4 separate regions of the Mus musculus genome follow, and regions 1, 2 and 3 are each linked to region 4. Evidence: chromatin contacts called from public promoter capture Hi-C data. All regions are on one chromosome and are shown on one strand. Each heading gives the region's core, a stretch centred on a gene start, on an enhancer-like site or on the middle of the called end of the contact. The rest is flanking DNA. Distances are from core to core; before and after follow the strand shown.

Region 1 (7,382 bases), core at 1,841-4,340, 1.9 Mb after region 4:
AGTACCTACATCTCAGGTTCTGTGTCTTAAAGGCTGAAAATATCCCTCTTCTTTAACAAGAGTCTCATCCAGATGCCAGAATTACTTCAAACTCTGATTCTAGTGTCTTTCTCTCTTTCAAGCAGGTATTGATGAAGAATGAAATGGTGCTTCCACTGTCTTCCATTCATTTCCAAATGCACACTAGCATGTAATACAACTAACTGCTGCCCCACTGACACACTTTCACCTCCTAACCCACTTTACTAATCTAATGTCTATCCAAATTTTCTACTCCTACTGTTCCAGCCCCTTCCCTTCCCAATCCCATCCCACTAAGAGTACACAGGCAATAGCCAACAGCCTTTTGTTTTATACTACTTACTACAATTTGTTAATTATACCTTACTTGTTCTAATATCTCCCTTACAAAACTGTAAGACTGATTTCATAGGAAAGAACTAAATCTATTTGGCTAATTTTTTTACATTCCCAGCATCTGGATACATCCAAGTAGCAATTAAGTTATTAAATGAACCAAAACCTAGGAAGACAGTCCTGGAGAAGAGTAAACTGTATTACCTAGACCTCAGAGGATGACTGCCAAGTTCATACAGGTATGAGTACTTGATTCCTTCCTGATATATCAGCCCAGAGCCATTTCTGTTAAGGTCTTCCAAGAGTTAGTTAGACTTGGGCCCATGCTAGGGGCAGGAGGGAAGCTTGGCTGAGAAGATTGAAGCCAAATTGTTGACATTTGACACCTTCCTTCATAGTTCCAGGAGCCTGCCCACTTGCCCACCATTAGGGATCTGAGAGGTCACGAAAAAGTCACAAATTGAGCCCACCGTAAATTTAAGAGCAAAAAATGAGCAAGTAAGTCATGTTTGATTACATGCAAAGTTAGCTTTTTTCTGCCTAGAGAGTGAATATATCATAGACAAGTGACATAAAAAGGGAAAAGCAGGCCAGAGCTAGGAAGAAGTTCCTATACTAAAAGAACTCCTAGAAGGGATCTTCTAGGCATTCTGAAATCCTAGGATTTTGGAAGCCAGATTGGGGGACTGGAAGGAATAGATCATTACTCAAGGGGCCACCCTTACTGTCAGATCATGAAGTTGACATAGAGGCAGTGCTTTGCTTTAGACCTGGAATAGTTCACATAGACCTGTGGAGGAAGACCACCCAGGCAAGCACTCCCTAGAGTAACCAAAGACCCCATATAGAGTTCCTAGGACCAGCACAATATATGCCCCAAAGTATGTTTTGGCAAATATAAATGACCAAGAATATGAACCCCAAAGAAGCTTCTGGCACCGTCTGAGAAGACTGGAAACTACAAGGTCAAGTTTTGGCTTCCTAATGGCTGCTATTGATTTCAGTGTTTCCCTATAGATTAGCATTGAGACATTAGCTTTGTTTTTGCAAGTGAAAAAGGTGCAGCCTAGTCCAGCTCACTTTAGAGGTGGGCTAATCCTGAAGAGCCATGAGGAGCTGGCTCAAGAAGCCAGTAGCCCTGCAGGCACCTAAACTAATTCATTTTATCTCTTCTACTTAAAGCCCCAAACCATGCCACTCACTTTCTCCCAGCAGGTTCGCCTTCTGCCTGCTCAGTATCACTGCTTTCATACTGTACAGGGATGTCTGTAGCCAGTGCCAAGGGCAAAAGACTAAGGCTGTCCAGCCATGGGGTCTCTTCTAGGGCCACCTCAGCACCAACAATGCCCAGACAGTGCTGTAGCTCAGGCAGTGTCAATGGTCGGAGCCACGTGGCCAATTCCTTTTTTTGTTGCCGGTCCCACTGGGCCTTCACAAAAGGGCATGCTGAGCATGGAGGCCCTCGATGAAACCTCTTCATCCATAGACCACAGTCAACATGGGAAGAACTATGTAACAAAGAACTGTCTGGGGGAAAGGCCTTGTCTATGGCATCTAGCAGGTCCAGCTCTAGCCGGGCTTGGACCTTGGGTGCCCAGCAGTACAGCTGCTCCAGGAAGGGCAGCAACTCGAGTTGACCAGCTAGCATCTCACGGTATGGAGGCAACAGGCCCAGTACTGCATGCAGATAGCGCCAAGCTTCACAACTGCCATCCTGCATCACAGCTGAGAACAGAGACTGAAGCTCAGACAGCAGCAGCTTCAGCAGTGTCCGCTGCTCTGATTCAACCACTGCCTTGAGATCCTCCTGTTTCATTTGACAGTCCCAAGAGTGTTCTTGTCCGCTGCAGCTACATCCAACGAGCCCAGACTGAAGGGTATAAAACCATGGGTTTTTCTTCTCTTCCAGAATAAAGTGGAGGCAGGTATTCAATTGCTGTCGAACAGATCTTGCCCACAGCTCGGGGTCCAAATGCCAATTCCAGGCTTTTGGCTTCTGGGTCTGACCTGTGGGACCCAGCGGGGGGGGGGGGGGAGGGAGGGAGGGACATGTAGAAGTTCTGGCTCTGGGCTGTGCCAGTAGGGTTAGGACAGCAAGGTGGATATAGAGTTGCAGAGCATAGGAAGACCAGTAGAGGGCCCTTACTGAGCCACTCACTGTCAAGGACTAGCACAAGTCCAAGAGGGAGCCCTCCCTGCCCAGGAGCTCCTTCCCACCCTCCAAGGCCTCGTCTCACCTGGCCTGCAGGATGTAGAAGGCATGGGAAGGGAAGGGGGACTGGTCTGTGAATGAGGTTTCATTGCGGAGCGCTCCCTGTCGTGAATGAACTTAGACTCAGTTCCAGTCACTTAACACAGAGACCGATACACGCTTGCAAAATCTTTGGAAAAACTGTGTTCACATGAGGAAAACTTCAGAGTGGAGGCTGGCAACCACCTTGAAAAGGAAACACAAAAGGGTTGTCACTCAAAGGCAGCAAAGCTCCCGTCCCCTGAAGCCTTTACCACAGACTGAGAAGGTCCAGAGTGCAAAGCCGGCTACTGGGTAGGGAAGCAGTTTAGGACACCTAGCGGAAAGACGTGGCAGAAGACAGCTCCCGGTGCGCCAGTGGGAGGGGCCTCCCTAGGCACTGGAAGAGCTGAGCCACTGAGGGCAAGGGTAGCAGATCCCAGAGCCAGAGCAGAGGACTCAGCTGCACCACCTGCTCCCAGCTGTTAGAACCGTTACAGAATCCTGGAGGCCCGAGCCTCAAATCGGAGCTAGAAGGAGAGTTCAACAGGCATGTGGGAGGGGCCTGGGGGCGGGACCGGGACCCAGGCCACACTAGCATACTGCTTTTAACCTGACACCCCAAAGGCCCAAAAAGAATCTGGCTGAGCGGGAGACTGAATGACAAGATTGATTTGGGGGCACTAACAGCATTAGGGGCGTGGTCGTAGGAAGCAAGTGTAATCCTAGGGACTCACTCGCTCACTGATTTTTCCCTCCCCTCCCTTGACAGCATATCCAACTGTCCCACCTCAAGTCCCAACAAGAAACCCGAGTAAGACAAACATCTTGTATCTCTCTCAACAAGCTACACATCTAGTAGTGAGTGGTTTAGTTATGAAAGAAAGAAAGAAAGAAAGAAAGAAAGAAAGAAAGAAAGAAAGAAAGAAAGAAAGAAAGAAAGAGAGAAAGGAAGAAAGCAACCTACCTCTGTTATAGATTTTATTCTAATCAGTGGAAATTTTGATAGGCCAGACAGTAAAAAGAGTAGACTTGGGGGAGGGGGGAGTAGGGTGTTTGATTTCATATATTTCAAGTTTTAAGTCTGAGATACAGATCTCACAGGTGAGAGGCATAGCTCAGTGGTCCAACACTTGCCTCATATGCTCAAAGCCCTGGGTTTAGTCTCCAGTCTAGAAATGAAAGCTGTCCTTGAAGTCATGACTCCCCTGCCTCAACCTCCTGAAGGAAAGAATTATATGTATGTGTCCAACTAGAAGTTTAGTGTTTGCTCTCACTTGAGTCACATTCAAGCTTGAGTATTCCCAGGACCATGGTTAGAGTGTTCTGCTTTCTCTAAGGCTAAGCAAATAGTCTTTGCTTTCAGGATCCAAGAGAGTTAGTTCATCACCTCCTCTGCCTAGGCCCATTACAACTAGTGAGATGAAGAAGAGAAGAAATCACACCTCTTTATGAAGGGCACAACCTGGAAGTTGCCTGTGTCACTCCTTCACTTGCCCTGACCTAGGCAAAAATAAAACTTTCACATCTAATCTTTTTTTTGCAAAGGTTGTGGTGGTTTGAATGAGAATGACCCCATAGGTTCATATATCTGAATGTTTGGTCCCTTGCTGGGGCTGTTTGGGAAAGATTAGAAGGTATAACCTTGATGGTTCATCTCACTGGTGGAAGGATTGTATACAAGAGTGAGCACTTTTCTCCACATTGTTCTCAAATTTTTATTTCAAGTTTCTGCTCAGGCATGCATCCCCTTATAGTGAATCCTTTAATTTCCCAGAAGTCAGCACTCTCCCAGGTCCAGACCCTCTTTTCCCCAAACTAATTTTACCCCATACTTTGATTGCTATCTCATATTTGCTTATCCATTTACCCTGATAAAAAATGTAAGCTCCTGGAGTTACAGAGACAAACTGTGGAGCAGAGAATGACCCAACAGGGGATCCATCCCATATAGTCATCAAACCCAGACATTATTGTGGATGCCAACAAGTGCTTGCTGACAGGAACCTAATATAGCTGTCTCCTGAGAGGCTCTACCAGTGCCTGACAAATACAGAGGTGGATGTTCTCAGTCAACCACTGGACTAAGCACAGGGTCCCCAATGGAGGAACTAGAGAAAGGACCCAAGAAGCTGAAGAGGTTTGCAGCCCCATAGGAGGAACAACAATATGAACCAACCATTACCCACAGAGCTCCCAGGGACTGACCACCAACCAAAGAGTGCACATGGAGGGACCATGGCTCCAGCCACATATGTAGCAGATGGCCTTGTCGGTCATCAATGGGAGGAGAGGCCCTTGGTCCGCCAGTGCCAGGAGATGGGAGTGGGTAGATTGATTGGTGAGCAGGGAGAGGGGGAAGGGGATAGGGAGTTTTTGGAGGAGAAACCAGGAAAGGGGATAACATTTGAAATGTAAATAATGAAAATATCTAATAAAAAAGAAAATAATAAACAGAATCATAACAGCAACAACAAAAACAAAAACATACAAACTCCATAGTGGCAGAGATTCTAATTGTTCTTATTGCCTCTTACTCTATCTCCAGTCCTTGGTGCTAAGTACTATGAATAGATGATTGTAAAATATGGGGAAAATGTATCAATGGATAACAATATTAATTGGTAAGACTGGTTCTGGGATCAGATTGCCTAAATTAAAATCTTGATTTTGCCACTTGGCTTATAGTTTTGAAAATGAAAATAGTGGCTACTTCTAGGACAATTATGAGATTAAATGATGTTATGTGTATAAAATATTTAGTCTCACAAAAATAGACTCTTGATATAATTGACATGAGTGAGACATAACAGGGTTCAGTGTGGAATGAGTAAGAACATAGGTAACCAACCAACTCTTTTTGTGGGGAAATCCACAGGTTGCAGAAGGTCAAGAAGTTTAGGCTTTGACACAACAGTTTTCCAGACAGGCAAAAATAAATGGGCATTCTTTATTCTCAAATAATAACATTGGCACCTGTTTCTTTGAGACTGAGTTTCTCTGTGTAATAGCTCTGGCTGTCCTAGAACTCAACACTCTGTAGACCAACCAGGCTGACCACAAACTCATCTCCTGAAAAAAAAAAAAAAAAAAAAAAAAAAGGCGGGGTTCTCCAGAGAGATGTGTGTGTCTCTGTGTGTATGTGTAAGGGAGAAGGGGGTTGAATTTGTTTCACACATGTGGAAGTTAGTGCTGCATCTTGAAGCAGAATTTTGACCTGTGTCCATGTATGTATGTATGTGTGTGTGTATGTGTATATATATATATATATATATATATATATATATATATATATATATATATATATATATATATATATGCACACAAAATTAATATAAATATAACTAAAACTGTTTAAGTCACTTCTTCAGGAGATTAGCGAGATGGCTCGGCAGTGAGCGACACTTGCCTTTCTTTCAGAGGATCAGAATTGGAGTCCTACCACCCACACTAGTTTACATCTTCACATAACTTCAGCACCAGGGGATCTGGCTTCTAAGGACACCACATGTGTGCTTACACACACACTCACACACAAATGCAAAATAAATTACTTAAGGTAGAATCTTGTTCTCATAAACAAGTAAATTTGGACTCAATGAATTTTCCATGGCAACATACATTTCTTCTATTTTAGCATTCTTTTTTTAATATATTTTTTATTTTTTGAAGATTTGTATTTATTTACTATATGTAGGCACACTGTAGCTGTCTTCAGAAATTCCAGAAGAGGGTGCCAGATCTCATTACAGATGGTGTGAGCCACCATGTGGTTGCCAGGATTTGAACTCAGGACTTTCTAAAGAGCAGTCAGTGCTCTTAACCTGTGAGCCATCTCTTCAGCCCAGCATTCTTTTAAAAAAGATGTATTCATTTAATGTATATGAGTACACAGTTGCTATCTTCAGACACACCAGAAGAGGGCATTAAATCCCATTATAGATGGTAAGAAGAAATGGGACTGGAGAGATGGCTTAGCGGTTAAGAGCACTGACTGCTCTTTCCAGAGGACTCGGGTTCAATTCCCAGCACCTACCTGGCAGTTCACAACTGGATTGCAGTTCCAGAGAATGTGACATCCTGACACAGACATACATGCAAGCAAAACAATGTGCATGAAAAGGTTAAAAGGAACTACTGAAAAGAATTTTAAAAAGGAAATATTTACACACAATTATAGGACCTACAAATTGAACGAGTAAACTGCTTGCTATAAATGGGCCTTTGGGTGATGATTGATCATACAGTGTTAGAAGATACCATCCAGTGAGTTTGGGGATTAAAAAGGCATGTCCAGTTGGCATGGGAGCTTGTTCCTATAGTCCTAGCACTCCAGAGGCTAGGATGGTGTCATAATAATAATTTCCTCTAGCCAAACATTATATCTTGGAGGGAAGCTCTTTAAGATAAAGATGTAGGATGCTCTAAAGTGAGTTGAGATACCGAATCCCGCAGGGAAGCTCTTTAAAATTCAGGAAGTAAACAATTCAAAACTTAAATGTTCCTGAATCTGACCAGAAGCATCAGGCCCTCCCTCACCAGGCACACATATGCAGTAAGGACTGCTGAGAGACACTCTCGGAAAAGAGAAGCTACCTTGGAACAGACACTCTCCAATCTGTCAAGCTGTCTTCCAATTATGCAGCGAGTCTGAAGTTCTAGCTTTTGTGACCTGTCATCCATGGTGATGTGCTCTCTTAGAGTCATTTCTGGTGCTGTAAATAACCCCTTATATACACTCCTATAAGTAGTCTCAATAAATTCACTAGTTCAACAAGTTAGACTATAGTGGTAT
Region 2 (7,082 bases), core at 1,162-3,661, 1.4 Mb before region 4:
TCAGAAAGACTGAACAGGGCAGAGGAGGCTCCTCCTGATGGCAGCCCACCCCCAGCTGAATACCCACTCTCCCCACTGCACAGAACAAGAAGGCAGGTGACAGGAAGGGAGAGAGGAAGCAGGGTGGGCCACAGGGTGCCAAGCTGCCTTCAGGGCTAGGCTTCCAGGGTGGCAGGATTCTGTGCTTTCAGCTGAGTGTGGGAGGGAGAATGGGGGATGGTTAGGCTTAGGCTGGGTTGAGTGCCAATCACCCATTTCAGGATATCAATGCCCTGGGCACTTGCAATAGAGTTCTCAGAGATAATCCTATCTCCCAGAGGTCTCTTTTCCTAGGCGCAGACTAAACCCTCTTAGCTTGAGGTAGATTTTTTTTTTTTTCTCTACAAGCTTTGCAAGTTGCTTTAGTCCTTGGGTCCCTGGTAGAATCAGTCTTGAACCATAACCAGCCAAGCCTTCCATTTTGCAAAACCTAAGCACAGCATTATTGCCACAGTCACAGTGTAGCCTGTGGCTGGCCACTACCCAACAACTGATCTCCTTGAAGATACTTCCACAGCACTATTGTCTGTTCAGTCCATAGGCACTGCCTTCCACCTCTGCTGGCAGACAAATGGTCAGAGATACTCTGTAAGGCTGCACATGAGTCAAGAAAATACCAGAATGGCCTCAGCACTATCTGCACCCTCATCCTGGATATATGTCAAGGGCACATAGTCTTCTGAGTTAGTACAACTCAGGCCCCAGTTCCCAATTGGAGGTTTCTCCCTTATCCATGTGAGACTGAGGTGTGGGCTCACATGTCTGCAGGAGCCTGTGTATGACTCTCTGTCTACATGTGTCTCTGTGTGTGTTGGTGGTAAGACAGAAAATAACTCAAAAAGCCCCCACAGAGGCTGAGCTCAGAGGCAATAATTATTCTCGAGAAAAAATCGCTGAATTCCCAGGCCTATGACAGGTGCCTGTTGGTAGAAAGACCCGCTTTTAACAAGCTTCAGGCAGTTCGAGCTGGTTTCTAATTGGGGTTCTGTCTGGACCGACTCTTTGGAAGGACTCTGTCAGGATCACTTTCCTTCATGGGCTATGTGGGTCCTGAGTGTCTGATTCTGCAAACCAACAAATGTGCACCTGGGTCAGCAATAAAAAGTGGGTCTTAGCAGTCCAGCTCCCTTTTTACACACATGCCTCTTCAGGAGGCTTTAGAGACAGCCCGGTAGCCCATGGCAACTAGAGAGCCAATGAGTGGCCACGGATGTGGCGCTGCTATGGCAATGAGCTCTTTTCCCTGGTAATAGAATTGAGTAGTGGATGGAGAAAGGCCTGCACCTGTGTGAGGCTGGAGACCACCCCTCCCCCACCACCCACACAAGAAAACCCGAGTCTCTCTTAGGTCTGCCCAACCAAGTATCCAGGAACAGGAGGTTGGTCAATGCTCTTGAGTGCACGTGAGCGTGTGTGAGAGCAATTCTCTGAATTGTGAGCTAGTTCCACTAACAAGCATCTCTGAAAGGTACTGAATAGTACTTATGAGTAGGTAATACGGTGTATTCCTATACGCACAGATTTGAATGTATGCACCTGTGCAGCCCCCAAATTAAGGTCTACTGAGATATATGGGTACATGTAAGCTGCCATGTGGCCTGGGTTCTAACCATCTCAGCAAATCCATGCTTTGGGGATATGAACTGAACAGCAGGGACATATTTGGCCCAGCGCGCAGATGCTCTGTTTGTGTGCAAGCGTGAAGATGCAGGGATGTGTGCGCACAAGCTATCCAGACGCATGTCCTGGGTGCTGGGCCTAGGGGGCGGCTGGCTCACAGCAGTTCCTTTCTCCATGTGCCACCCGACTCAACAAGGCTAGAGATCTTTTAAGAAGCTTTGGGTGTTGAGAAGGGTGGAAAAGGGCAGGTGGCTTTGAGGCCCTCAAAGTTGGGATGGAAAAGCCCGGCACCTCCAACCCGCGCTCCCGGTGTTGGAAAGGAGACTGAGGGAGCAGTACCCTGCCTCCAGGCCAGATGGCCCCGACCGACGCTGCATCCCGACTCGGAGGATGGTGGGTGCCCTGGCTGCGCGCTCCCGTCCTCCTCCCCGCCCTCAGCGTTGGAATGGGGGTCCGAACATGCCCTGGAGCCGGGGAAGCCGGGCCCGCGTACCTGTAAGGAATCCAGTCGGAATGCGGCTTGGAAGTCATGTCTCCCGGGGGCGGGGCGGCGGCTGCGGCTCCGGTGGCCGGGACCGCTCGGGGCTGGCGCGGGGACCCTGCTCAACTCTCGGGCCGCCCCGGGCCGCATCCTCCCCGGCCCGACCGCTGGGCCCCGCCGAGGCCCTCTCTGCACGCCAGGGCCCCGGCCGCGGGCTCCCAGAACGGTTGTCTGTGCGCGGTGCAGCGCTCGGGAGAGGCGGCGGGAGTGCGCGGGGCACCGGGAGCGCGCGGGCTGGAGCGCGCCTGAGGCGGGAGAGGCAGTCCGCACCGCAGGCGCCGGGTCTCGCGCCCCAGGCTGAGCCCTGCGTGGCAGCCGCCGCCCCGCCCCTGGCCCCGCCTCGACGGAGACCCCACCCTGGCCGGTGGATGCAGACCGCGCGGGATGCCCACTCTCTGCCGGAAGGATGCTGTCACCTAGCCTCAGTTTCTCCCTCTAGGACCTCAGCTATCCCTCAGTCCTTGACTATCTCAGATTTACCCTGGACTCAACTCAGGGAGCCTCTGGTCTGAGTACTGACTGAGTCCCTGTTTCCTTCTCAACTTCCCATTTCATGTGCCTGCCTCCATAACCTTCTGATCTTTAGTTAAGTAAACGGTGTTTCCTCTGCCTGGGTCATTCTTTTGGACCTTACGCTTCCCATCCACGTTTCCACAACCAAGGGAAGAGTTCTGTTTACGGTTGCACTCCAGGTCCTTAGAAAGTTGGAGCATTAGCGGGCACAACAGCTTTGACAAGCAAATATTTTATCCCTATTTCCCAGGGAATGAAGTCTGAGAAATGGCTTGACCGAAGGGCAAGGAACAAGGAAGTGTTGGAGCTGAAGTTGAACCAGGGTCTCTCATCTCTCAAAGCCCTTTTGGAGGGCAGCAAAATCTCAAGAAAGATCCTCCTAACCTTGAATGCTGCTGAGATGGCTGTACAGAGGACCTACATTTAATAACAGGCAGGGGAGGGAAAGATGGAAGATCCATAATAGGGCTAGATGGAAGAAGGGAGAGGCCAGGTATCCAGCAACGTAGGAGGCTGGAAGGCCAGCCTGAACCTCATAATGGGGATCAGGGAAGGGACTACTGATGAACACAGACCCTATACACTCCTCAAGTGTACCTTAGGCTCAGCAGCACCGGATATGCAGTAGAGCCTCCATGGAGAGATATTCTGGCAGCACTGGGAGGAGTGTGGTAATGACCCCCATGTTTAGGGTGGGTCTCATCTTACTGCCCTGGAGCCAAGCCAGAACCTGCCCCTGGGGCTTATTCCAGCTTCTCAGCCTTGTCTGACCCATAAACTACAAATACAATAATGATGATATATGGACTGCTTGGTGAGCTATCAGGGGTTGGGGCTTTGTTAGGTGAGATTTAAATAACTTCATTAACGACTGGCCTAGGAACTGTATATATATATATATAGATAAATAGATAGATAGATAGATAGATAGATAGATAGATAGATAGATAGATTTTTTTTTCAGCAGAGGAAATGAAGCACAGAGAAGACAAGCACAATGCTCAAGGCTGCACAGGTAGTCCTCGGTGAAGCCAGCATTCACATACTAACTCCCAGTCCACAGTCTCCATCCTCTGCTTCCCAGTAGTCCATGTGCTGTGCATGTGTTTACTCTTAAATCCTTATCTGTCTAGAGTGAGATCTTAGCTCCCCAAACCCTGTTCACTTGGGTTATTTATTAACCTCCTAAGGGCTATTACTGTCATACTGGACCTCCCAAGAAAATCTCCCAAGAGTAGGGTGCAGTGTAAAGCTGCTGCCTGGTCTTCAGAGCAGCAGAGGGCTAGTTTGTCCCTCCTTCCCTGGAAGCCAGAGGACAGCAGCAAAGCTACTCCCCCAGAGGCTGCTGTCCTTTAGGCCGAAGACCTGAAAAAAGGGTGTATGAGAGGCACTGACCCCTAAACTCCCTGTTGTCCATTCCACCTCTGACAAAGTTATAATTATTTGCTATCTACCTCTGTAGGATGACAAGCGTCTGGAAGACTTCCCCATCAATACTTTGCGGCTGTCTTTTCCCCTTTCTTTCCAAATTCTCTGACACCTTAATGCAATCAGAATTAAGTTGGAAGGTCTCTGGAGCCTGAAGTAATTGAATCTATTAAACAGACACTCCTGGCTCTGTCCTAAGGGAGCAAGATCTGGAGGTAGAGTGAGGTGCAGAAATGAGATGCTTTCCATGGCTTCTTTTTCTGCATGGGCTATGTGAGCATGTGGGATTCAGAAGAGCCGGGAAGCCTGCCAGTGCATGGATGAGTGTGTGTGTACCCAAGAACATGTATGTACATGAGATGTGGGAGGACCAAGAACCTGTATGCTATGGGGAAGCCAAGGATTTGTAGGCCAGTGCATATTTTGTGTGTGTGTGTGTGTGTGTGTGTGTGATATTCAAGAGAAAGGGGAAATGTGTTGCTGTTTCATGACTAAGTATGTACACATGAGATATGAAAAGCTATTGGAGACTCAGTCAGTATATATGGTGGGGAGAGGGAGGGAGGGAGGGAGAGAGAGAGAGAGAGAGAGAGAGAGAGAGAGAGAGAGAGAGAGCGAGCATCGGAGTCTGTGAGCCCCTCTACAGACAAAGAAGATCTGCACAAGAATGTTGGTGAGATATGTTTTTTAGAAACTGGTGGCAGGGTAGGATCTGGATGTTCTACAGGGTTTGTAGTGTTCACACTCAACTCACAACTCGTGGAGGGTTTCCCACTTGAATGATGACATCACTGGCTCACTTTTTTAGTTAACCCCAGTGGCTGAATCAAAGGGATGCTCTGGAAAGCCATATACAGAACATTATAGTTGACTGCCGACTAAACATTATACATTCTTACAGTTGAGTTATATAAGTGACTTTGAAGAAGGTCATAAGCTTTTCAAATTTATCCCCAGGAACAAGGTCATCTCTACTTAAACCCTTTTACGCAGTAAGCCCGAGATGCCTTCCTCACCACTGGTCTAAATACCGTTAGCATGGGGTATTTGCTGGTATTTTAAATTCTTGTTATACTGTAGGCATTTTTTAAAAAGACAAACTGGAGTCAGTCTGTAAGGGGGTGTGCCACCTAAGCTTGAGGACCCCAGTGCCAGCTCTCCTCAGCAAGATCCATTCCCCCAGATAAGAAGACCTGCCATGTAGAGTCCTACATCATCTATGCTTAGTTCAACAGTTTATGAAACGAGGCCACCTCTTTCAACTGTGGAAGCAAAGGGGTATGAATAATAAATGAATATGTGCACAGGCTGAACTCTGCCTTGTGGCTTGGCATTGTGATCCTGCAGTCTGGCAAAAGCAATTCAAATCAATCAGATGTCTACTAGACATTACCAGGTGTAAGGCTGATGCAGGGGTTGGTGGCTGTGGCAGGGATAAGGGGCAAGACCGCTCTCAGGAAATTTTCACTCTGGCAGTATAAACAGGGAAAAATGATGACTATAGCAGTAACTGAGTGCTTGCAAGAGTAGACCAGAGGAGGGACAGTCAATGAATTTGGAAGTAGGAAGATCTTCTATGTATAGAAAAGGGTAATGGTTGACTTGGGCCTTGAAGAGTGAAAAAGATTTTTTTTTATAGATCGGAAGGAAAGGAAAGGGGGGAGATTAATAGTTACCAAGAGACTATGAATACCAGCTATTATATCTACCCCAAACTAGGTATCATGAGCAAAGTCACAGACACAGAAGAGTGCACACAGTGTGCTTGAAACCCAGGGAGTTAACCAGGGTGCTGAATGGTCCCGGTGGCAGCAGATGGGCCTGCAAGGTTGGGTAAAGCTAGATTGTCTGCTAGTGTGTTTGGGTTTTTATCGTACAGCCAATGGGGAGTTACTACAGGGCTCTAAGCTGAGAATAGCTGCTTGGGAGTAGCCTTTAGATAGCTATAATCGGGGACAAGATAACTAAAAGGAAACGAGGCTAATAAATAAATTGTACAGAAAACTGCTAGTAGGAAAAGAGAGAAAGTAGGGTGAGGGTTGGATGTGTATCAATAAGGACACAGTTCTGCTAGTAATATTAAGTGTCTATGTTGAGCTTAGAATGAGAACTGGTTTGTGAGTGGGGTGGCCTTTCGAGCAACCCAGCATGTCCCAGTGCTTTCAAAGCTGTGGTGTAGATGCTAGCATATCAGTGGTCAAACAGTACCCCGAGTTAGTCCCACTTGAAGAGCCACAAAGACTGTGAGCTCCACTGTGGATGATGAAAGTGAGGCTAAGCAGGCATGTGGCTGGCTTTGAAAACACATAGGGTAACAACTAATAGAGAAAACAGCCTATTTTCCAAAGCACTGCTGAACACAATAGCAAATAATTACATACGCACAAGCTTAGTGTCCAAGGTTCTAAGCTCTGAAGGCATTTTTAAAAAGAGCAAATACAACAGCTACGATATCAGTGTGTGATAACAGAGAGCCACTGGGTTTGTATCATACAAGATTATCATTTGCTGAGTATGTCTTCTATGTCAGGTAAGCCCTCTATGTAGTTCATAAAAACAAACTTGGTTGATAGATGATAAAATGGAATTCTTCTGCTCCAGGTTCCAGTCAAAGATCTGAATTAATAGATCACACATTCATCGGTTGGTGGTGGCCCATGACTTTTATCCCAGCATTTGGGAGGCAGAGGCAGGCGGATCTCTGAGTTTGACAGCCTGGTCTACAGAGCCAATCCAAGGACAGCTAGGGCTACATAGAGAAACCTTGTCTCACAAAAAGAAAAGCAGGACTTTGAAGAGCCTGGATCTGTGCCCCAGCCAACACTCATCTTGTCACATATAAGAGATGCTTCAAAGAAGGTCTGGGGAGAGTTTAGAAGAAATTTTAGAGAAAGCCTTAGGGCCTAGAGACTCCTAATAATTAGAAAATGTGGAGTAAGCT
Region 3 (7,422 bases), core at 37-2,536, 1.8 Mb after region 4:
CCAAGTCACTGTAGTGTCACCAAAACTGTGGCCAGTCCATAATGGAACCTCAGCAACTGCCAAGTATCCAAGTACCCAAACCTCCTTTTAAACCCCAGGTCATCTTTGACAACCCCTTCACATCCCATACCAACTCAATTACTTCATCCTTATGATTTTAGGGCTCTCACCCCAACCCTGTCTCAATTCTTGTATCCAAAACATCACTTTAAGGCAATTGCGTCCAGGGTGACGCCTGACAAATGGGTACTCTCATCACTACATAAGCTTCAGAACTTTAGACCTCTAATATCCTTTCCCACTTCTACCCAACGCTCTAGGGCGCAGAAACTCATCCTCCAGCTACATGTAATTCCAGACAATTTTCTGGCACTCAGGTCTGCCTCTGACATGAGTTCATAGAGGCTGCAAAGTTCCCGGGAACCGGATTGTGAAACTTAGTTTAAAAAAAAAAAAAAAAAAAACAAACCCAACTCCGACAGCTTCCTCTGTGTAGACGTTCCTCCATCAACAGGCTTTGCTTACTACTACTACTCCTTACACTGGATAGCAAAGTCAGCCGCCCCCGCCAGACATGAGCACCCCGAGTAGCGGAGAGAGGACTTGTAGCCGTCTCACTCGCCAACGCTTCAGCTCACCCCTGATTGAGGTCGTTCTCTGTGTTGTCCAGCCACAAGCGCACCGCCACCGCGTTGCCCTCCCGGCACTGAGTGAAAATGTCGTCCATAGCAGCGTCCCGGCACAGAGACCCCGGGACTGGGGAAGCCTCGGGGGACTGAGGGAGAACAGAGACAAGAGAATGACTCTCTGTGTGAGTTCCCTCAGGACAGAGGTGTCAGTGCTGGGATGGGGAGCGTCGCGAGAGGGACAGTGGTTGTCTATGAAGGGCTTCGGGCAGCGGACGACCCCTTGGCTCGAGGAGCAGGAGGGTCTGGGGGTGTAGGGTAGACTTTGCTAGTTTCCCGAGTTGGTGTCAGCCGGCTCTGAGCCCCGGCCCTCGAGCAAGGCTTGGGGGTGGGGGAAGGGACCCAAGCTGCAAACACCCGGGGGAGGGGACAGGGGTCCTTGCCCGGCGGCCCCGGCTCAGAACTGCTGCAGAGATCGCAGAGACGGGTTTGCAAGACAGCGTGGGGTAGGGCGCGGAGCTACCCACACTCACCGGGACTCGGGCCGCAGGCGCCTTCTCCGGGGGAACTCCCGTCCGGCCGCGCCCGCCGCCCGGCCCCGCCCCGGCCCGCCCCGGCCAGCTCGGGCCAGCGCGGGCCGCGGTCCCTCCCTTCCGACCTCCTACTGCCTCTCTAGCTCGCCAGCGGCTACGCTCTATGGTGCTCTGCTCCGCGAAGGCCGCTCTAGCTACCACAGAATTTCACTCGGTGGCTTCCGGCCCGGTTTGGTCCGACTCCAGCCCTAGGATTCCCTGACGCGCGCTGCACGTGGGCCAGAGCGTAGGCTCCTCCGGCCCTGCGGGCTACGGGTGGTATGTTCGAAGAGCCCGAATGGGTGGAGGCGGCCCCAGCCATCGTGGGCCTAGGGGCCGCGACAGCACAGGTTAGGCCGGCGACTGCCCCGCCAGTCAAGGTGAGCGGCCCTGCACTGGGCTGTTTGAAGGAGGTGAAGCCTACCCTCCGGGGGTCGTATTGGTTAGAGGGAGAGCCTGAATGCTATCGTGGATCGGGGTGGTGAGGGAGTTAGTTATGATCTGAAGATCCGGATAGTCCAAATAGGAATGCGGGATTCGGAGCGTGGAGCGTGGAGCGCAGAGCTTGAAAAGTTTAAGTTTTTTGTACACTAAGGGTAGAAATCAGTAGAGTTGTTTTAGCAGTGGAGTGGCTTCTCCAAGTTTTCTCTCACCTGGCATCACTTTATATACTGAGGATCGATTCCAGGGCTTCAGCGTGGTAGATAAGCATTTATTACTGAGCTGAATCCGTAGTCTTGAAAGGATTTTTAGAGGATTTTTAGTGGCAGTGTAGAAAGTATATTAGAGTAAAGGCAAGTGACTGGGAGGTTATCAGAATTACTATTCAAAAGAGGCTCAAGGTAAGGGTCTAGCTGAGGACAAGCAGCAGGACTTGAACCCCAAATCAGCTTCACGGAAAGCAGGCCTTTTCCTTTGAACCTCATCAGATATGAGGGTTTCAGTATCCCCTTGGGGTGTTCCTGACCTTCAGTTAGCCCAGGATGTTCTGCTCATTTCTGTAGTCCATTTCTGCTTGTCTGTGTGCAGCTTCTCTCTACTGCAGTTAGGAACTTTTTTTTTTTTTTTTTTTTTTTTCGAGACAGGGTTTCTCTGTGTAGCCCTGGCTGTCCTGGAACTCACTCTGTAGACCAGTCTGGCCTCGAACTCAGAAATCCGCTTGCCTCTGCCTCCCAAGTGCTGGGATTAAAGGTGTGTACCACCACTGCTGGCCAGTTAGGAACATTTTTAATAGACATGTGTGACACTGCCCTTCCTGTTTCAAAACAAAAAAAACAAACAAACAAAAAACCCTCTGCTGCTCCTAGAATGCTGTCAGTGGGAGGCAAAGATGGCTGCTGTCTTGCCTTGGTCCTGTTGTTTGTGTGCTTATCACATTCCTCTAAGGAAATCAACAGGCAATCCTTTACACGCTTAGAAAAGTAGGATGGGAACACTTTCTGCCCTCCAGTTTCCCAGAGGGTGGGATTGCAGCCTGAATGTTCTGGGCTTGGCTGACTTCACAGCAAACTTGTTAACTTTGGATGGGAAGAACGACCAGTAGCTGAAGCCCATCTCTCCTTTCTTAGTCTCCAGGCCTCGTCCATTCTCACACACACTCTCATCCCTTGTTTGCCTCCAGGGACGCAAGCGCCGCCATCTCTTGGCCACATTACGGGCTCTGGAAGCAGCATCTCTCTCCCAACAAACCCCCAGCCTACCTGGCAGTGACTCTGAGGAGGAGGAGGAGGTAGGAAGGAAGAAGAGACACCTCCAAAGGCCCTCACTTGCCAGCGTCTCAAAGGAAGTAGGGAAGAAAAGAAAAGGGAAATGTCAGAAACAGGCGCCATCCATCAGTGACTCTGAGGGGAAAGAAATAAGAAGAAAATGCCACAGACAAGCTCCTCCTCTTGGTGGGGTCTCTGCTGGAGAAGAAAAAGGAAAGAGAAAATGCCAGGAATATTCCTCTTTACACCTAACCCAGCCCCTGGACAGTGTTGACCAAACAGGTATCAGTATGTGTGAATATGGGGGTGGGGAGGCTGTGAACTGACTGCATAGATGATAAAGGTCTTTCTTTCTCTTACATAAACACACACGCACGCACACGGGTTGGATGGTAAGAGGCACTTTTATCCAGGCTACAGACTCTGTCTTAAGGACAAGGGAGTAGCCAGGATGACTTGCTATGCCTCTGAATTTAGGGGACCAAACCTCAAATGCCTTCTCATCTCCCTCTCTGCAGTTCACAATTCCAGGACGAGTACTGCTACAATTGACCCATCCAAGCCAAGCCCTGAGTCTATGTCACCTAACTCCTCACACACCCTGAGCCGCAAGCAGTGGCGGAACCGGCAGAAAAATAAGCGGAGACACAAGAACAAATTTCGGCCACTCCAGACACCAGAGCAGGCTCCTCCCAAGGCTTCCATAGAGGAGACTGAGGTGCCTCCTGTCCCAAAGTCAGATAGTCAAGAGTCTAGAGCTGGAGCCCTGCGAGCACGCATGACACAACGCCTGGATGGGGCCCGATTTCGCTACCTTAATGAACAGTTGTACTCAGGGCCCAGCAGTGCTGCCCGACGCCTATTCCAGGAAGACCCTGAGGCTTTTCTCCTTTATCACCGTGGCTTCCAGAGACAAGTAAAGAAGTGGCCACTGCACCCAGTGGACCGTATTGCCAAAGATCTCCGCCAGAAGTAATGGGGGTGAGGGGTGCTATGCACTATGAGAGGGGTGGTGTTGGTGATCAAGACTTTGACCAGACCAGTAAGTGGCCCTCTCCTCCCTTCCACTCCCAGGCCTGCATCCTTAGTGGTAGCTGACTTTGGCTGTGGAGATTGCCGCCTAGCTTCAAGTGTCCGGAACCCTGTGCACTGTTTTGATTTGGCTTCTCTGGACCCCAGGGTCACAGTATGTGACATGGCCCAGGTAAGCCCCTCTGTGTGTCTGGCCTAACCCTTCTTCCTAGTCTTCCTATCCGATTATCCAGTTCAAGCATTTGGTGCTGAATTTCCTCTTCCGACACTGTGTGCTCTCTTGAACATTCTTCCTCATCAGGTGCCTCTGGAGGATGAATCTGTAGATGTGGCTGTGTTTTGCCTTTCACTGATGGGAACTAACATCAGGGACTTCCTTGAGGAGGCAAATCGAGTGCTAAAAACAGGGTGAGTGAGTCCCTAGAACACAGATGGTTTTGATGTGCATACAGGTGCCCACCCCTTCACACATGACTTCCTCCTTTTCCCAGGGGTCTTCTCAAAGTAGCTGAAGTCAGCAGCCGCTTTGAGGATATTCGGACCTTTTTGGGGGCTGTGACCAAACTCGGCTTTAAGATTATCTACAAGGTGAGGGGGTCCCCGAGAAGTCTGCCCAGTTCTTAACCTCTTTCAGATAATGGTGTTCAGGAGGGAGGCTGTAAACCCAGAGATGGGAATTTTGCTCTTTCAAGACAAAGCTCTGGGAGGGGCTGTGAGATGCTCTCTGAGCAGGGGAAACACTGAGATGTGTGGTTGGAGTGAAAATTTGTAGCTCATTGGTATTCTCTGCTTCTAGGACCTGACCAACAGCCACTTCTTCTTGTTTGACTTTGAAAAGACCGGACCTCCTCGAGTAGGACCCAAAGCCCAACTCTCAGGCCTTAAACTTCAGCCCTGTCTCTACAAGCGCAGGTGACCGATGGACACCCATTGGAAGGGGAGAGCTCAGACTCCAGTCTCAGAACTCTGAAGACTGTATCTACCCAGGCTATGAGCCAGGATCTGGTACCACCCTCCTTCTGTACCAAGAACACTGTGGTAAAGCCTCCAGCTCAGCTCTACTCTAATGGAGCCTTCTTGGATACAGAAAGCATAAAATTACTTGGGCAGGCTCAAGAATGAGGTGTTTATTGTGAGGGCATGGATGTGTCTAATAATTGTGGGTCACTTCAGTATTGTGGAAACTAGTCGGCTGAGAACTGATGGATCTCTGGGTTTGCTTTCTCTTCATCTCTCAGAAGGCACGTGGGCTCTCCGCTGTGTTGTCTTCTGACCAATATTGTCCACCTCTGCTCATCCATAGTTTCTGCTCCTTCAGCTTCAAGACTACAGACAGGCAGTTTTTGCCTTATGGCAGGTCCCAATGCTAGTTTGCCACTTGGGGCTGGGAGTTATTTAATTTCTTTGTTTCTTGGAGCTGGGAATCATCTAATTTTTTTCTGTGTTGCTATTGTTGTTGTTGTTGTTGTTGTTTTGAGACAGTATCTCACACTAGTCCAAGCTGACCTCAAACAAAACAAATGGCAATCCTCCTGCCTCAGCCTCCTGATTATTGGGAACACAGGCATGGGCCACCATATTTAGCTGAAGAAATCATTTACTTTCTGAATATTCTATTTCTCATTTGAAAAATGTAACCTTCTTGTCTTACAGTATGTTAAATGGGTTCACTGAGGAAAGCTACAGCTAGAGCTGGGACTAGTAAGAGGTGCTGAATAAACCAGCTATGGCTATGTGTGTCGTTGATCTCACTGTGTCTGATCACCCCTACTGCCTTAACGGTTGAGCAATAAGTAATGTAGATGTGACCGAGAAAGACTGGGGGAGTTTGATATAGGCATGTAAACGGGCTTATTTGCTCTTTAGAGACTTAACGTGTTTGAAGCTTTCCTTGGAAGGGGGTAATACAGAAGCTGGAATCTGTTCAACAGCAGAAACTGATTGGGCTGCTTATTGGCACAGTCTGTGTGTCCTAGGAAAACTACAGGTACTGAATATACAAGTTCTTGGCGTAGTGCTGAGGGAAGGTGAGCTAGGTTGACACACTGAGCTCATTCAGGAGGCGTCTGCCTTGAAACCAGGCATATAGGCTTGTTTACGACTTCCTAAGAATAAGACCTAGGAGTTTCCTCTAGGAGCAAATAGGTCTCGGGATTTTGAACCAGTTAGATGCCTCCAGGCCTAAAGGAATAAAGATTTTGAAAAAGGCCAGAAGGCATGTTTGGAGTCTGAACTGAGACCAACCTTAGTCAGTTCCATACAATATCTCTGCATGTGCTATTGCTGCTGAACATGCATTTCACTACCAAAGTATACTCATCTTCCCAAATAGCTTTGCAGATTCATAAGCCCCCTCCCCAGAAGCATCTATATTCCCAACATACTGTCTGCAAACGGTTTCTTAGCATACAACTGTGTTGTGAATGATTTGTTGGTTTCACTGCAGACTTCTCAAGCCGTATTTAGTTTTCAGAGTTTGTTGACTTTTTTCCTTGTATGTGCAGTGAGGAGTGTAAAAGAGAAACAGTCAGTAAACTAAGATTCCTAGGCATGTACAGAAGCAGGGTGGGCTTCTACTAAGGGTGCTGTGAACTAGTACTGAAAACGGATGCCAGCAGGAGAGCCTCAAGATAGACTTGGCGGGATAGAGAGGGCACTTTCGAGAAGCTGCAGTAAACAGGCCATGCTGGTGTGCTATATAAGCGTGAAGACCTGAGTTCAGAGCCTTAGCACTCATAAAAGTGTGTCTAGAACTCCAACGCTGAGGAGGATTGGAATAGTGACAGAGAGAGACAGAATACTGGGCTTGTCCGCCAGCCAACTTTCCTGATCCAGTAAGAACCTGACTCCAAATAATAAGGTGGAGTGATAGAGCAGGGAACTTGATGTCCTCCTCTGGTTTCTACACCTACACATGCGTATGCACACACCATCATCTCTCACAGCATACCCAGCTTAAAGGACGGGAGGCTTGTATGGTCAGTACAGATTGAAGGAGAGAGAAGAGTATTAAGGGTAAGTGGTAATGGGAGGGGTTAACTGAAAGAGTGGCTTTCAAACTTTATGGGACTAGAGTCATCTATGAGGGTTATTAAAATGCTGCATTCCAAGCCCTCCTGCATTTTCTGGTTCTTTAGATCTGAGTAGGGTCCTATGAATTTTTTCTGATGGCTTTGGGTTCTTTGAAGGAGGGAACAAAACTATTCATTGAGCGTAAAAGTGGGGAGAGGATTGGGATTTTGAGGAGGGGAAAGTGAAGATCACTTTGAGAATGGAAGAGAGTGAATGATGGCTGGGTGTGGTGGGGAACACCTCTAATCTCAGCACTCAGTCGGTAGAGGCAGGTGGAGCTTTGTGAGCTTGGGGCCAGTCTTAACTACATAGTTCCAGACCAGCCAAGGGGTACAGATTAGACCCTGAACTAAGGAAATACCATAGAAGTGCTGGCAGTGTTAATAGCATGTAGGAGGATGGAGCACAGTTCAG
Region 4 (6,909 bases), core at 3,138-5,637:
GAGCTAGCAGATACTATTCCTGATAGCCTAGAACAGATACTGATGGGTCACACAAAGGACAAATTCTGCAACGATACCATCCCAGACAGCACACAATAGCAATGTGCTGCAGTACCCAGGCCTGAGGTTTGGTTGTCACAGTTTCTAGTTTCAGACTGTTACTTGTCACATTGGCAGCGCTTTCTGTTTTCAGGGCTTTTGATGTAGCCCACAACAACCTGCCACTCTCCCTAGAAAGAGCTGGGACTACTTGGCTCTATTAAACCAAAGTCTATCAGGAGAGGACCCCCAAGCTGCCTCTTATACCGTAGACCTAGCCTTTCCTAGGATCTTTAGAAACTACCAGAGAAAGGAAAGCTACTTCCTTGAAGTTGGATTCTGCTGGGACACCCGACCCCTGCTAAGCTTCTCCTGCCCATACACACAGGGATATCCCCAGTCTGCATCTCTCTAGATGGGACAGGCCCTAAAGGGATGGGAGAAGAATTCCTTACTTGTGTTCAACAGGGTTCGGATCTTCTTTTCTTCTGCTTCTTCTTGAAGCAACTTTTCAGCCAGTGTCTTCTCCTCAGATTCAATGCAGAAGTCAGCTTCTCGCAGGTACTGCAGGTAGTCGATCTCCTGCTGGGCACGCTCCACTCTTAGGGCAAGGTTTTCCACTGCACTCTTATATTCACTTGTGTGGGTCTGACACCTCCCCAGCATGATGGATATGTTTTTTGAGAATTCCTGGAAGTCTTGAATATATGCCCTTGTTGTTTGGGCACATTTTTCCAGCCCTTGCTTCAAATAGAAAAGAAATCACCAGAGTTACCAAATTACTATAATTATTTAAATGATTCAAGTACTACTAATAGTTATCATCCCTAGAAAAAGATTAGTAAATAAGTATAAATAATCAAGAGGAGATTTTCTAAATATCTGTTTATTTTAACTTGCTAATTATTGTAAATATTTAAATACCATTATCATTTTATAATTATAGTAATATATTATTATATCATAGCACACACTAATTTTTGTGCTGACTATAGTAGTTAATTAACAACTACTATACAATTGTTATACATATGATATTTTGATGTGAAATGGCTAAATCAAGCAAGTTAACATATGTATTTTGCATTTTTATATATTTTGTAATTTGCATATTTACTTTTGAGGATATAAAAAATCTATTCTCTTAATTTCTAGATATGCAGAATATTGTTATTATCTATAGGAACAATGGATTTCTTGAACATTTTCTTTCGTGTGAGGAGTGTGTGTATATGGGTGTGTGTATATGGGTGTGTGTGTGTGTGTGTGTGCCTTGTGTGTGTGTGCCTTGTGTGTGTGTGTCTGGGTCTCTGCCTATGCAGGTGCACATGAAGAGGCACAAAGCAATACCAGGTATCTTTTACAATCGTTCGTTCCAACCTCTTATGCTTTGAGGCATTGTCTCTCATTGAATCTGAAGCTCACTGGCTGTGTAGACTGCCTGGCCAGTAAGCCCCAGAGAACTGCCTGTACCTGTCTCTATGGCACCAGGCCTACAGATGGGCATCTCCACACCTTTCTTTGATGTAGATGCTGGGGATCTGAACTCAGGTTCCTACACTTGGGTAGCATACTTTTCTAACTGAGCCATTGGCCTATCTTCAGAACTTACTCTAATTAAACTTTTGTATTCTCTGATAAATATCTCCTCATTCCTCCTATTTCTCTATTTTTATGAGTTTGTTATTTTCAGATTAAATGTATAGTAAAATCATCCATTCAGTGTTTGTCTTGTAGGGGCTTGCTTATTTCACTTAGCATAAGATCCTGCAAGTTCCTTTACAGTGTCGTGTGTAAGCTTCATTTTAAAGGTTGAACAACATTCTAGTGTGTGTATGTACATGTTATTTATCTGTATGTAACATAATTTTAATAAGATGTAGCTTCTCACTGCATTGAAATCCCATTATTTGTTCCATTAAACAACTTTCAATGTCCATTTAGTTTTCAAATTTTTTCACTCGATGTTATTTCATATTATTTCCAGAAGTGAGTTTCAGTCCCTCACATCTATATATTTCACTATATTTCCAGAAGTGAGTTCCAGTCCCTCACATCTGGCACAGAGCTAAGGATAGAGTAATAGTCAAAGAATATTTGGTGAACGGAAGAATTAGTGAACGGAAATGGGACTGCTGGGTCAGTGTTAATAGTTAAAGCTCACTTGGCAACATTGACTAAAACCTTCCTCACAAACAGAAAACCTTTTACTCATAATCATGCAGAGCCTTTTCTCTTGAAAGAGAAAGAGATAGAGACAGGAAAAGTAGTTGAGAAGACAGAGACAGAGACAGAGAGATGGAGAGACAATGGATATTAATAATTCACAAGTCTCTATTTCCCCTTTCTTGCTCCCCCACATTCGCCTTGCAGACAGGCCCTGTATCCGTGTGTTGTCAAGCCTCTGCACTGGCCAGAAATGCTGCTGCCTGGGATTTGTCTCTTCACCACCAGCCAGAACCTAATGGTCAAAGAAGGACCTATCTTTATCTTCTACAGATCAAACATATCTACACAGCTACAGAGCTACAGGGGGCAGAAATGCTGCAAGGCAGTTTGTCTGCAGACACCCTCTGGCAGGACCACGGGGTAATGCACACGAGTTTAGCTGCTGCCAAAGCCCGAGCACAGTTTTGGCATTTTAGGCAGGTGAGGTTGGCAGCATGTCCAGGAAGGGAGCAAGAAGTGCTGTATGAGGCCCAGGGCCTGGGAGTGCCTTATCTACAGATTCCAGGCCTCCACCTGCTGGATGGACAGTATGAAAAACCACCTTTGGATTGTTCGTTCCATGCCCTTATTTTACTGAAACTATAGATAGATGGCCCCATCATTTGGGCTTACAGATTTTTTTTCAGGAAAATATAGAAAATAAATATTTGAGATAAGACAGTCATAGACAGAAGATGCATAATATGCCAATTCAACTTGCATAAGAGCAAAGCATTGCAAAGTAGAAGATTAAATTTATTCCTAAAAACCTGACTGGCCTATAAAAATATTGAATTTTGTTCACTTGTTGTTTTGCTTTGGTATAGAGTCCCACTTAGTCTAAACTGGCTTCAAACTTCCTGTTTAGCCAAAGATGACTCTGAAGCCCCTGATCCTCCTGCCTCCACTCCCTGAGTACTGCTGTTACAGCTGATATCATAAAACATACCTGGTTTCTGCAGTGATGAGCCTTGAACCCCAGGCTCCTGCACGCTAGGCTAGTTCTTACCAATTGAGTCATGTTCCCGACCCTGGGTTTTTGACTGTTCTAACAAAGTTCTACCTCAAATGCTCTCACTCTGTTTAACATTGCTGGGAAATCTCATTTCCAAACCCAAGTCCAGTTAGGAATAAAAAGCAAAAATCTATGGTGAGCCTCCATATGTAACACCACATTGTCTTATATTCACTTAACAGTTTATCATAAAAAGGAAAAGAGAAAAGCTGGAATCACTTAGCATCCCTATATAGTAAAAGATGAAGAAAACATGACTAGAGTTCTAATTCATACATTGAAGACTGAACTATTTGGTTTTGAATGTTCAACAACCTGAGAATTTACTCAGTGAGTTAGGCTATGTTCTGAGTATGGATTAATGACCCAAATAAAACATCCCTAATTTGAAATCTCTTTATTAAATCTGCAGAGTATCATTTGAACCTAAATTCTATCACTATGTCCATTTTATAGGTTAGAAAAACTGCCAGGGGAAAGTACAAGCGGCCTGCAATGGAGGTGGCATCTGAGCTGCTAGGCTATGCACATCTGTAAATGTCATCTTAGCAGTGATTCATTCTGTATCAGGAAGACATGCACCCTAGTTGACAGCAAAGTGGGGGCACAGCAGAGTGACTTCCAAGAGGCATACTCCCTGTGAAGGGAAGACAGGTCACCTACCTCGAGGACTTGGAAGCGCTGGTAGATGTAGTGTACCATGGCTGGGTCCTGGGCATGTTGTGGTGGGGGCAGAAATGCTGCAAGGAAGAGAACCAGGGAAGCAGAAGCTTCTTGAAGGGCCACCACCATCCTGCACACTTCCCAGGAACTCTGGTTCTCTAAAACGACTCAGGGGTCCGGGTGGTGATCTCTGGTTTTCTGTCTGCTGCTGTGGCAATTCCTTGGAAAACAACGCTTTGCATAGCCAGAGAGAACAAAGTCCGCTTGTTATTCTACCCGGTGCATGATCTCAGTTTCAAGCTGGTGATCAAGTCCAGCTGTTGGCAAGCCAGTCTCTGCAGGCCTTACGTGTTCACTTGGTTGCAGAGAGCTCCGGGGGTCCAGTGTCTGCTGCCCTCAGCTTGGCCATGCACAGACCCTCTCCAGGCTAATGGCTACTTACAGCTTCCAGGTTCAGAGTGTACGGGTTGGGGAAGGGGAGGGGAGGTCTTTTCTCCTCTCCCCTCCCCCAACTCTTTTACTTTTGGTTCCCTCCTCCTTAATAGACTGTGCAGTCCAATCGCAGGCCTAGCTCAACACAGGCCACCCCCCAAGGTCTCAGTGTTGGAATTTCAGTTCAGTTTCTGGCAGAAATTCCTAGGATCTTTTTCCAAGAAGTTCTGTTAGGAGACCCCACCTCTGTTTCTTGCATTCTCGTAGCTCTTAAAGGCATAGCAAGGAAATGTGAATGCTGATCTATGCCATCTCAGAAAAGTGTACAGGGCAGCATTGCTCTGTGGGCAGAGGGGTACAGTGGGCACAGGCCTGGCTACCCAGACCAACAGCTGAGAATTGTCAGGATTGAACTTAGAAGAAAAAAATTTTTTTCCTTTTTCTTTAGATTTATTTTTTAATTCATGTACACATGTATGCATGAAAATATGGGGCCCACAGTGGCCAGAACGTGGCCTCAGAGATTCCTGGGTCCAGAGTTACAATCTCTCTGATATGATTCCTGGGAACTGAACTCCAGTCCTCTGCAAGAGCAGCAGGTGCTTCTAACCACTGAGCCATCTCTCCTGGCCCAGAAGAAAATTTTTAGGATGAGAATGAATGATTGACACAGTGGTTTTTGGGACACTGAGTCATCAGGAAATGTAATCCCACTGTGAGAAAGTCCTCGAGTTTCCCATCATCAGTGTCAGAATTCCCATTAGCAGCAGCCTGGAAACCAGACCCTCAGGCCAGCTAAAGAGAAATCCCGTTGCTGGAGCAAAGCCATAAAACCTTCCATGTTTATGTTTCCTGTGCTAGTGCCTCCCCACCTTTACCTCTTTTTCCATAGGCAGGCCCAGGACCCCACCTCCATCTTCTGTTCTGTTTTATTTTGCATTGTTAATGAATCACTTTTTAAAATAGGGGAAATTGGAGCATTTATGGAATATGGAAAGAGCCCTGGTCGGGAGGTAGAAGACCTGAGTTTGCATTTGATCCATACACAAGTAGCTGAAATCTAAAATCTGAACATTTCTTATTGGTAGCTCTTGAATATCCTAGTTCTTAATAGATGTTCCTCTCTCCTCTTCTTTGATATGATTTTGGTCGCTAACTGGTTCTTCCCTATATCCTTGGTAATGTTCCAAGCACCATCTCCTTATTGTTAAGAACAATTGCTCTTGTTTCAGAGAACCATCTTTGAACTCCTTCCAAAACTGCCTGAACTTTAGCTAACTTCTCTTACATCCTTATTTAAAAACAAAACAAAACCAAAACCAAACTGCCTCGGACATCTGTGTCTTTCTTCCCACATATTAGTGCAGTCCTTAGTATCAGAGAAATCTCTCTCCCAAGAGATGGTGGTTAACACAGAAGCTCACAAGTGAGCAAACTACCAAGAAATCAATGACTGTAGCAAACTAAGCTACAAGTGGGACATGTATGTCACAGCCTTGCCCCAAGGCTCAAGTACCATCAGGAAAGAGGGAACAGGAAGATTATAAAAGCCAGATTTTGAAGAGGACTAGAGAAAAACAGCATCTTTTGGAGATGATAGGACTTCTGCACACATTAATTCACAGAAGGCATGGTTGCCTGCACAAGATCTGCACAAGATCAAGTCAGTCATCTTCCAGCATGGAATAGGAAGAGGTTTGTGAACTCCCACCCCTAACTGAGGAGCCATGGACAGCTGATGGCATCTTAGGTGAAGAGAGTCAGTTTTCTCTAAGGCTCTGGCTCCTTGTCAGTCCATCATGCTCCAGTGGATAGCCCTAGATCTAGAGCTATATGGACAGCACATATTGAAGTTGATGGGTTATTTAAAAAATTCTGAGGACTCAGATCAGCAGTAAATTAGCAAGCCCACTGCCTGGTTCCATCTCCAGCATCAATTAAAAAAAAAAATCTATCTGACTCAGTCTTCTTATCAAAGAGGGAATGCTCTCCCCAAAGTGTCTTTTCTTCCACAAATGCCTTAAATCCTACCCATGGGATTTTGAGTTAAGACGGAAAAGATTCAGAGGAGGAAGTCCTTGGTATATCACAATCAACACTGTGTATGACAGTGCATACCCCTCCTCTGGTCTTCCTATAATATATGTGCATTATTATTATTATTATTTTTTACCAAGCAAGCACGTGTACACAGTGAAGCCTAAAGACCCCCCTCCCCCGCCCCCAAGCAGTTAGTGAAGAGGTATCTCCTTGCTTAAACCTCAGCTGTTTCCAAGTTCTCAGGATCACTCTTGCCTTACTGTCACTCCTGCTTTTTGAAGGTGTGGACTCCAGCCTGACTGACCCACACTTGGAAGGGACTCCTGTCTCTGCCTGTTAGTGACTCAGGCCCCTGCCTCTCTCTGTAGTCATCAGGTTCCCAGGGAAAAGCTTAACTTCTGACTGGCCATAACTGTTCTATTCTAGAGATTTTAATTCCTTCAAATCCCAAACAGAGATATAAAATCCTATGCAAGCCCCTCTAAACATTAGAACAAGTGAGACAGAGGACA

Evidence for each region. Promoter capture Hi-C pulls out the DNA fragments that hold promoters and counts their contacts.
Region 1: a promoter capture Hi-C map of liver shows a contact between it and region 4, with 5 times the contacts expected there. The contact joins the promoter of Dnhd1 here to the promoter of Olfml1 in region 4. A contact is called at or near these places in 3 of 39 promoter capture datasets (liver and pre-B cells).
Region 2: a promoter capture Hi-C map of cranial neural crest shows a contact between it and region 4. The contact joins the promoter of Tub here to the promoter of Olfml1 in region 4. A contact is called at or near these places in 3 of 39 promoter capture datasets (the 3T3-L1 cell line, cranial neural crest and frontonasal cranial neural crest).
Region 3: a promoter capture Hi-C map of liver shows a contact between it and region 4, with 4 times the contacts expected there. The contact joins the promoter of Ilk here to the promoter of Olfml1 in region 4. A contact is called at or near these places in 5 of 39 promoter capture datasets (cranial neural crest, frontonasal cranial neural crest, liver and 1 more).

The regions. Positions count from the first base shown.
Region 1 is chr7:105,646,484-105,653,865 of GRCm38.p6, reverse strand. Dnhd1 (dynein heavy chain domain 1) reads right to left here and starts at 3,090. Exons shown (of 44, transcript NM_001370803.1): 1 at 2,925-3,090; 2 at 2,595-2,794; 3 at 1,560-2,364. The coding sequence starts at 2,658. It also overlaps a transcript of Timm10b not described here.
Region 2 is chr7:109,006,209-109,013,290 of GRCm38.p6, reverse strand. It overlaps Tub (tubby bipartite transcription factor), which reads right to left and starts at 2,411. Exons shown (of 12, transcript NM_021885.4): 1 at 2,153-2,411. The coding sequence starts at 2,190.
Region 3 is chr7:105,730,454-105,737,875 of GRCm38.p6, reverse strand. It overlaps Ilk (integrin linked kinase), which reads right to left and starts at 1,286. Exons shown (of 13, transcript NM_001161724.1): 1 at 1,160-1,286; 2 at 639-775. The coding sequence starts at 727. It overlaps Rrp8 (ribosomal RNA processing 8, methyltransferase, homolog (yeast)), which reads left to right and starts at 1,292. Exons shown (of 7, transcript NM_025897.2): 1 at 1,292-1,578; 2 at 2,820-3,186; 3 at 3,423-3,876; 4 at 3,979-4,108; 5 at 4,238-4,344; 6 at 4,428-4,524; 7 at 4,733-6,146. The coding sequence starts at 1,480. The coding sequence ends at 4,852.
Region 4 is chr7:107,564,911-107,571,819 of GRCm38.p6, reverse strand. Olfml1 (olfactomedin-like 1) reads right to left here and starts at 4,387. Exons shown (of 3, transcript NM_172907.3): 1 at 3,926-4,387; 2 at 495-783. The coding sequence starts at 4,054.